Regions from separate parts of the Mus musculus genome. Here regions 2 and 3 are each linked to region 1. Evidence: chromatin contacts called from public HiCAR-type and promoter capture Hi-C data. All regions are on one chromosome and are shown on one strand. The core of a region is the stretch at or near the end of the contact, and the rest is flanking DNA. Distances in the headings are between cores, read along the strand shown.

Region 1 (2,823 bases), core at 233-2,732:
CTCTGTGATACCTTCAGCTTGTGTCAAGTTGACACACAAAACCAGCCAGTACAGGACCCTAGGCACATATTCATGAGATAAAAGAATCCTTATGGAAATGGTTCACCTTCTAGTGGTTCTCAAGAGCAATACCATATTTTAAATATCTTTGTTTCCTCTTCTCTTTTTCTTACCTCTGCTTCAGATTTAGGGGGGCAACCTGCCCAAGGACATGGCATTTTGAAGGACATTTGCAGAGAGGATGTCCAGACTCTGAGCAACTGCTTTCAATAGGATGAATAGCAAATGACTTTCTACTAACATAATGCATATATTAAAATGTTCAGCAGGAAGTAGTAGGGATCATGAGACAGTAGTGTAGGGTGAAATGATTACTATTCATTATATATTTAAAAGTATGTATCTGAAAGTACTTTGCAATGGTGAAGTACCAGGGAAACTCAGTGCATCTCATTATTCTATACTGGTGATAGTTTGTTGAATTCTATGTGTACTTCCTTTGGAAATGTTTGATGAACTGTAGATATGCTACATGGTGGAAATGAGAAGAAATATTTTTCATTAGCCATTCCTCAAATTATTCCCGCTGACCTTTGACAGTTACATCTGCAGACTGCTGTCACAAACATCCTTTAGAACACATGTACTTGTATGCAAGAGTTTGTTTCTATTTAAAGTAGATACAGTAAGAACTTTCAATGAGAATGCCAAAATAGCTTATATGCTGTTTCAAACTTTCAAGCCAAAAAGCACTTAAAATATTTTTAAATTGTTATTTTTATTACAAAGAGAAAAGTTGGCACTTAAAAAAAGAATCGATCTTCAATGCCAATCGTTCATGACCTTTGTGAATGCAATTCTCTTTTGTAACAGAAAATATAACTTTTAAAATAGGTAATTGTTTTTATATATAAAACTCTTCGAATTAAAAATAAAATCAATGCTTGCTTATATTCACCATCGTCCCCGACTCTCCTACCTATGCATGGTTACTGATTGACAATGCTCAGGAGCCCTGCTCCTTAGAGCTAGGAACCTGTGGGAGAATAAGGAGGGACTGAGAACTGTGCACCAAGAACACAACCTACTCTGAATCCCCTTGTAGAGCCAGACCCATGCCCACTTGTACTTGAGCACTATCCTACTCTCCAATGCATCCCCACACTCCCTTCTAGTCCATTATTTGGTTTGACCCTCCACCCCCACCCCGCTGTTTTCCGAAACAGTTCTAAGCCCTCACCACGCCATTCTCAGCATTCAGGTCCTCTCTAGCCCATAAACATTTCTTTAAATACTGTCCCCTCCAAGCAACAGTTTCCTGTTCCAAGTCCCACTAGCACGCAGTGGCCAGCATGCCCTAAAATTTCCTTCTCAGAGCAGCTTCCTTTCTAGGTACCGCCCCTTGTTAGCGTCAATCACTTGTTCTCTGGTCCCGCCTTATTTTACCCCGGATCTGACCGCGAATGCTGAATGCACTCCTGCGCAGCGACCCGGAAGCGGTTTTGCTCTGCATAAATTTTGTAGCTGGGTGAGTTTTCCCAGATTCTTTAGGCCGGTTGCTGGCACTCAGAACCCGGACCTCTGCCCTGGAGTCCCCATCTTGTGTGCAAAGCTCCACTCGGTGACGCGGAGAGCTGCGAGACTGAGGAAGTAGGAACGTGGGAGAGAGAGATGGCAGCGGAGCCAGGGGAGGGGATGGAGCCAGGAAGGAGCGGGGGCACGGATTCAAAAGCTTCAGCGGTCGGGGAGGAGACATGACTATCGTTTGTGCGGGCAGTGCCAGGTGATGCGGTACTAGAGAGTGCCGCGGGTGACAGAATAGCAGAGGAGCAGCTTGCCGCGGCGCCTGGTGGAAAGGAAAAAGAAAGCAGGGTCTGGAGATGCTGGCAAGAGTGGAGAGGAGGGTGAGAGAACAGCTAAACTGCCATAATGTGTGACAGAAAGAAAAGCAGGCGATGGAAGCGAAAGGGAAAGTATCTGGGGAGAACTTCCAAGACCAAGTTCTCAGACCAAGTTCTCAGCACAAAGATTTATTTGTCTTAGAGGTACAGAAGGCCCGGATAAAGGTCAGAGACAGGAGATAGAGGAAGAAGGGGAAGGGAACAAAGAAGAGGGCAGAAAGGGGCAAGAGAGAGGGGTTAGGAGTATTTGTCCAGAAGTGGGACAAATGACTGTTTCTAGATAGAGAGGAGACAGATGTGACCCATAGGCAAATGGCGGCTTATAGAGGTAAAATGAGAATCCCCTTATTAGGACGAGGTGTTTAGCTGGCACATTAATTAGGTGAGCCAGAGGTGCCTTTCGGTTGCCAGACTTCAATGCTTTGATAGCTGGGCCTTCATAGTAAGTGTCAGGAGGAGGAATTGGCCAAATAAAGGAATAGACTTTGGGTGTAGCTTTAGGAATGTAATCTGAGAGTTTTTAGCAAGGCAGAGAGAGGAAAGGGGCAAGGCCTACCAGAGTCATGGTCACCATGCTGGAGCTGGCAAAGTCCCTTCAGAAAGTGTGAATAAGATAGTGCAGAATGAGGGAGGGGCAGGCTGGATAAAGCAGAAGTTGATGGAATAGTAAGGTTATTATTACTGAGCTTGTCTTTGTTGTTGAAATAAAAAAACCCTTAATTTTTGTTTGAATTTTAGTGGTATGGAAGAGAGTTGCAAAACTTGATCTGATGGGCATTAACTGGTATTGTGTTAGGCATGGTGGCACAGATCAGTAATGCCAGCATGTGGGAAGAAAGCTGGGGTAGGAAAATGGAGACTTTAAAGGTGGCGTGGAATACTAAGACAAATAACTAAGACACTTTCTCAATGAATAAATACT
Region 2 (2,821 bases), core at 277-2,776, 1.2 Mb after region 1:
GTGATACCTGCACAAGGGAAAGAGTCTTCAGAAAGCACCCAGAACTTTTCATGGAACAAAAATAAAGGATGCCTAAAAAAGGATAAACATGAAGGAGAGAGAAAATATCAGAAATAAAAATGTCTCTTTTCCTCTAAGCATGTAGGCTCAGACACATGAACAGTCATTCTCCCTTGAACTCTGAGGAAGAGCTAGGGAGACTTCAGGAAAACTATTGTCATTAACAGAAACCAGACTGCTGCACTGTCCAAAAGAGATCTCTGCCAAAAGCCCTGTCTGCAGGGTCTAGGAATTCCCATTTCTCCTACTAGAAGTCCACAGACACAGCACTGAATGATAACAAACCCTAAAGTAAAAAACAACAGCTTGGCCACCTATGTGAGGGCAAAGTGCTTTCCTTCAACCAAAGAGACAATTTTCTGATACAGGGAAGTGATCATAATTATTCAAAAGATGTTTTCTAAAACTTTATTTTAATCTATAGTCTGGTTTAAGAGACTGCAATATTGGGCTTGCCTGGACCCAAGGAGTAACATAAGAACTCAGCATATGAAGACATATTTCTGAATGTTTTACTTACATCCTAAACTGCATACAATTCTGATTAAAAAGTTCATGGCCACTAAAAAGTCTGCTTAGTAAATATTAGTGTTTACACCCATAACAGTAGGGCTCGATAAACTATATTTTTGGTTCAATAAATGGGCACTGTTTCCTCATATAATATTATATGCAAAGCTCTCTGTGGATGCCTATTAACCGGGCCAAAGGCATTCTCTTGAACAAGCAATTAGTAAAACAAGGCAAGAAAGCAAGAACAAATTTACTTTCCACTATCTTTGTAATTGTCATATTAGGAAATAGATAATGCAACCGCTCTATAACAAGTTTTTTTTTCTTCGTGTTTTTATTGGTTTTTTTTTTTTTTTTTTTTTTTTTTTTTTTTTTACATTTCAAATATTATCCCCTTTCCAAGTTTCTCCTCCACAAACCCACTATCCCCCTGCCTCTATGAGTGTGCTCCCCCACCTACCCACTCACTTCTACCTCAGCGCCCTAGCATTCCCCTACCCTGGGTCATTGAGCCTCTACAGGACCAAGGGGCTCCCCCTCCCAGTGATGACCAATAAGGCCATTTCCTGCTAAGTGTGCAGCTGGAGCCATGGGTCCCTGCATGTCTACTCTTTGGTTGGTGGTTTAGTCCCAGGGAGCTTAGGTTGGGGCGGGGAGGGTGTTCTGGTTTACCAGTGATTTTATGACTGAATATTCCAGTAATTGTAAAATACATTTTTAAAGAATCACGATAAATCCCAGGTCACAGGATCTGAAACTTCCGGTCAGTGGTAAGAAACCAATGACAGAACTGTGAGAGCGGCGTCCTTAAGAGCAGCTGAGGAAAACACCCCGCTGCTCCGCTCCCTCCCGTTTCCCAGCCCCGCAGCGCCTCTAACCTGGGACCTTTCGGGGCCGCCGGGCTGCTGTGCCAACAGTTGCACTGCCGACTGCCGCCTCCCCAGGCCCTCCGCCACGGAAATGCTTCTGAGGAGACTTTTCCGGGTCCAGAGACAGCTAGGACGCAGAAACCGAAAGGTAGAAAGTTGATTGGTGGAAGTTCCTGTCACTCCGGCCTGGATCTTAGGAGCTGTTCTCCTAGACCCGCCCAATAAACCATACTTAGGGTCACGTGGTTCCCCCAAACACTTTGTGAGCAAGCGCTTTCTCAACCTTAATTTTTAATACTTTTTTTCCTGTCTGGTCAATGTCCTGGTCTTGCCTTTATCCCTGCCCCGGGGATTCCATTCCCTCCCACTCAGTCATTGGCTTCCTGCCTCACAGCTCCACCTGTGGACCTGCTCTGCACAACCTCCCTGCTGCTTGCTGACAGACTAGGAAAAACTGGTTCTGTATGATGCTGCACTCTGACATCTGAGAGGTAGTTCTGAAACCCTCAGATAATAAATAGGCAGCCCAACTTCTTAGCTTGGGACGCTAGCCTCCTCGGCTACAATCGCACAGCAAAATATAACCTAGGCGTTAAATTCCTTTTCTTTTTTTTTTTAAAGTATAGAATAGAGTTTATTTAGGGCATGCGGATGGGAGTTAAGAGAGTAGTAGAGGCAGAGAAAGACAGAAGGAGAGAGTAGGTAAGTGGAGGCTGGCCATGCCCTCCTGGAAAGAGGGTGGAAAGGAATGGAGGGCAGGGAGAGGCACTAGGGAGGTAGAGGCAAGGGAGACAAGAGTTTAAGAGATAAATTCCAATTTCTTATGTTGCACCCCAACACACAATACTAAAAATGACTCACAAAGTTTGGCTTCCTTCCAAACCATGTATCAAAGCATACATGAAGTATAAGAGGGACCACTGAGATGAAAATGTGGATAAAGACAGATGGGACAGAGAATGATGGGAGGGTGCTCTGCAAGCTCTCTGGGGAGCTCCAGGGACAAAGGTCACTCTGTAGAAACAAAAGCTGTATAACAGGGTAGTGGAAAGCACTGATAAAGTTAAACTCCAAGATATTTGTCATGGCCACAATAGCAAAGAAAATAGATAATGCAAATAGTTTGCACAAATATTTTCCTATAAATTGTCTGACAATCATAACATGAATGAAAACACCAGCGTCAGCCCCAGTTCCTGTAAGCAAAAATACAGTGATAGTACAACAGAATTTTGATAGCCAGGAAAAATAAAATGCCTTCTGATCTGAGTTTATACTACTTAAAATTCCATGCAGATGGGATTCATGGATTCGGGATCAGAATGGTAAGGAAAATGGACATGGTAATACTTGAATTCTCACGGGAAAGGGCATTCATT
Region 3 (2,849 bases), core at 82-2,581, 1.4 Mb after region 1:
GCACAACCCTGAAAACCTAATCTTGTAAGCCTTGTACTCTTATTCTTCTAGTGGTTGATCCTTGTGGATCTGCCATGATACTGGGACACTCAAGCAGCTACATCTTACCCATATGCTGTCTTGGTTCCAAAAGGACCCGACTCTCTCTTGTTTACTCTCTTCCTATGTCCAACCTGAAAGTCCCATGTACTCACCCAGTGATTGGCTCCTATATTCATTAGGGGACTGGTTCACAAGAACAGGCCCATCCACAGTAGAGGAGGAAGAGGAAGAAGAAGAGGAGGAAGAGAGATAGAGACCAAAACGTTTGGATTATATAGGGAGGCACCTCTAGTGGAAGGGCAACCAGGACCCTGGGCTGAAAAGTTAGGATTGAGGGCAGGGCCTCTCAGGTTGGTAGAACCCTGAGGTCAGGTCTGCTTTGATATTTAAAATATGCACCTCAGTCCATTGTCCTGGCATCCAAAACCAAACAGTATCAAAGGAGACAACTTTGGCTAGGTGCTTTCTTGGCTCCCGCTTCTTCTCTTGCCCCCTATTCTCTCTTCCCTTCTCTTCCTTTGTCCAACTCCACCTCTCTCTTTCCAATCACATCCTGGTTAAGTCTGGACCCTTACTTTCTGAGTCAGTCAAGTCTGCCCTGGTTCCTCTTTTTACTTCTACCTACAAAGCCCTCTGAGGATGCCTATTTCCCAGGCCATAAGCCACTCTCTCCTGAGTAGGCAAATGATGGGTCAAGGGAGTTAAGAAATCTAAGTTCGAGAAGCTTTGTAACTGCTGTTACAAAGAGAACCCCGTGTGCAAACTACAGTACTGCAAATGTTCTACGACACTATTTTCGGAAATCATTCTGGTAACCATAAGATAAATGAAAACAAACAAACAAACAAACAAAGCACGATACACCCAGTTCATAGGATCTCAAACCTCCTGACAATGATAAAAATCCACAGCATAATTGTGAGCGCGGCGTCCTTAAGAGCAACTGCAGAAAACAAGCCCCTGCTCCGCTCCAGCCCATTTCCCAGCCCCGCAGCTCCTCTGACCTGGAAGGTTCCAGGGCCGCCGGGCTGCGGTGCCCCCGGCTGCGCGGCTGATGGCTGACTCTCCCAGGTCAGCACAGGAAACCGCATCTGAGGAGAGTTACGGCCTTCGAAAAGAACCAGGCCAGGGTAAGTCGCCCGCAGTGGGAGTAGAGACAACTTGGCTCCAACAGGTACCTAAGGGGACGCGGTTCCCAGTCTCTGGCCACGATCTTTGGAGCGGCTCCCCTAGCCCCGCCCAGGACACCACGGTTCCGGTCACGTGACAGCGCTAACGCCTTCAGGCCCGCCGCTTTCACTTCCTTAATTACGTTGGTAGAGTCCGTCCAGCTGCGTTCTCTTCTAGGTCGCCAGCTCCAAATGTCCAGGCCAGAATGACGTGAAAAGCCACCACTCCCCTTGCTACCTGTGTAATCCATGTGTACTCGAACTGAGCGCTGGTTTTTCGGCCCCAGTTTCCTTCGGAAACCGGAAAGCTCCTCAGACTCTGTTTTGTGGCTGCGGACCTGGGAGAGTCAGCAGCGCAGCCCTGGAAGGTCCCAGGTCAGAGGCGCTGCGGGGCTGGGAAACGGGAGGGAGCGGAGCGGGGAGGTGGGGGGGGGGGGGGGGCTTCCGCAGCTGTTTTTATGGACGCCGCTCTCACAGTTCTGATGTGGATCTCTTACAGTTGTCAGGAAGTTGAGATCTTATGAACAGTTGGTCTATCATGGTTTTTTTTCATTTATCCTCCAGTTAACAGAATATTCAGTCGTAAAATAACTCATTAAAAATGATAGACCAGTTGTATTATCTGCTGTTTGCTATTGTGTCAATCACAAAGCTTACGGAATGTAAATTTATTCATATTTTCTAACTCCTGTGTTTTACTAATTGCTTATTCAAGAGGATACGTTTTACCCTGCTATGTAGAACTTTGTGTATATAGTAATCATATGAAGAACCAGTGCACACTTTTTTGAACGAGAAAATATACTTTGTGTTATGCTACGGCTATGATTGTAAACATTACTATTTACTAAGCATACTTTTTATTGCCCATGAATTATTCGTCTGAGTTGTATGCAGTTTAGGATGTAAGTAAAGCATTCAGAAATGCGTCTTCATATGCTGATTTATTTTTTAAATTGCCTAATTTTTACTAGATATTTTCTTTATGTATATTTCACATGTTATCCCTTTTCCTGGTTTCTCCTCCGAATACACCGCCTCACCCCCTGCTCCCCAACCCACCCACTCCCACTTCCTGGCCCTGGCATTCCCCTACACAGGGGCATAGAACCTTCATAGGACCAAGGGCCTCATCTCCCATTGATGACCAACTAGGCCATCCTCTGCTACATATGCAGCTGGAACCTTGAGTCTCACCATGTGTATGTTCTCTTTGGTTGGTGGTTTAGTCTCTGGGAGCTCTCGGGATACTGGTTAGTTCATATTGTTTCTCCTATGGGGCTGCAAGCTCTTTCAGCTCCTTGGGTCCTTTCGGTAGCTCCTCCATTGGGGACCCTGTGCTCAGTCCAGGGGTTGACTTCGAGGATCTACCTGTATATTTGTCAGGCACTGGCACAGCCTCTCAGGAGACAGCTCTAACAGGCTTCTGTCAGCAAGCACTTGATGGCATCCACAATAGTGTCTACGTTTGATGACTGTATATGGGATGGATCCCCAGGTGGGACAGTCTCTGGATGGTCATACCTTCAGTCTCTGCTCCACACTTTATCTCTGTAACTCCTTCTATGAGTATTTTGTTCCCCTTTCAAAGAAGGACTAAAGTATCCACACTTAGGTCTTCCTTATTCTTGAATTTCA

Evidence for each region. HiCAR-type assays count read pairs that join an accessible place to other places. Capture Hi-C pulls out chosen DNA fragments and counts their contacts.
Region 2: a HiCAR-type map of astrocytes shows a contact between it and region 1, with 5 times the contacts expected there. The contact joins the promoter of Zfp994 here to the promoter of Zfp160 in region 1. A contact is called at or near these places in 1 of 115 datasets of contacts at active chromatin or transcription factors (astrocytes) and 2 of 9 other capture datasets (adipose tissue and liver).
Region 3: a contact with region 1 is called in a promoter capture Hi-C map of liver, with 5 times the contacts expected there. The contact joins the promoter of Zfp758 here to the promoter of Zfp160 in region 1. A contact is called at or near these places in 2 of 39 promoter capture datasets (hippocampal neurons and liver), 1 of 484 Hi-C or Micro-C datasets (B cells), 1 of 115 datasets of contacts at active chromatin or transcription factors (astrocytes) and 1 of 9 other capture datasets (liver).

The regions. Positions count from the first base shown.
Region 1 is chr17:21,007,459-21,010,281 of GRCm38.p6, forward strand. It overlaps Zfp160 (zinc finger protein 160), which reads left to right and starts at 1,483. Exons shown (of 5, transcript NM_145483.2): 1 at 1,483-1,528.
Region 2 is chr17:22,224,088-22,226,908 of GRCm38.p6, forward strand. It overlaps Zfp994 (zinc finger protein 994), which reads right to left and starts at 1,527. Exons shown (of 5, transcript NM_001205095.1): 1 at 1,452-1,527; 2 at 1-7.
Region 3 is chr17:22,360,122-22,362,970 of GRCm38.p6, forward strand. It overlaps Zfp758 (zinc finger protein 758), which reads left to right and starts at 1,332. Exons shown (of 3, transcript NM_001347330.1): 1 at 1,332-1,586. The coding sequence starts at 1,461. It overlaps Zfp944 (zinc finger protein 944), which reads right to left and starts at 1,279. Exons shown (of 6, transcript NM_176962.4): 1 at 1,047-1,279.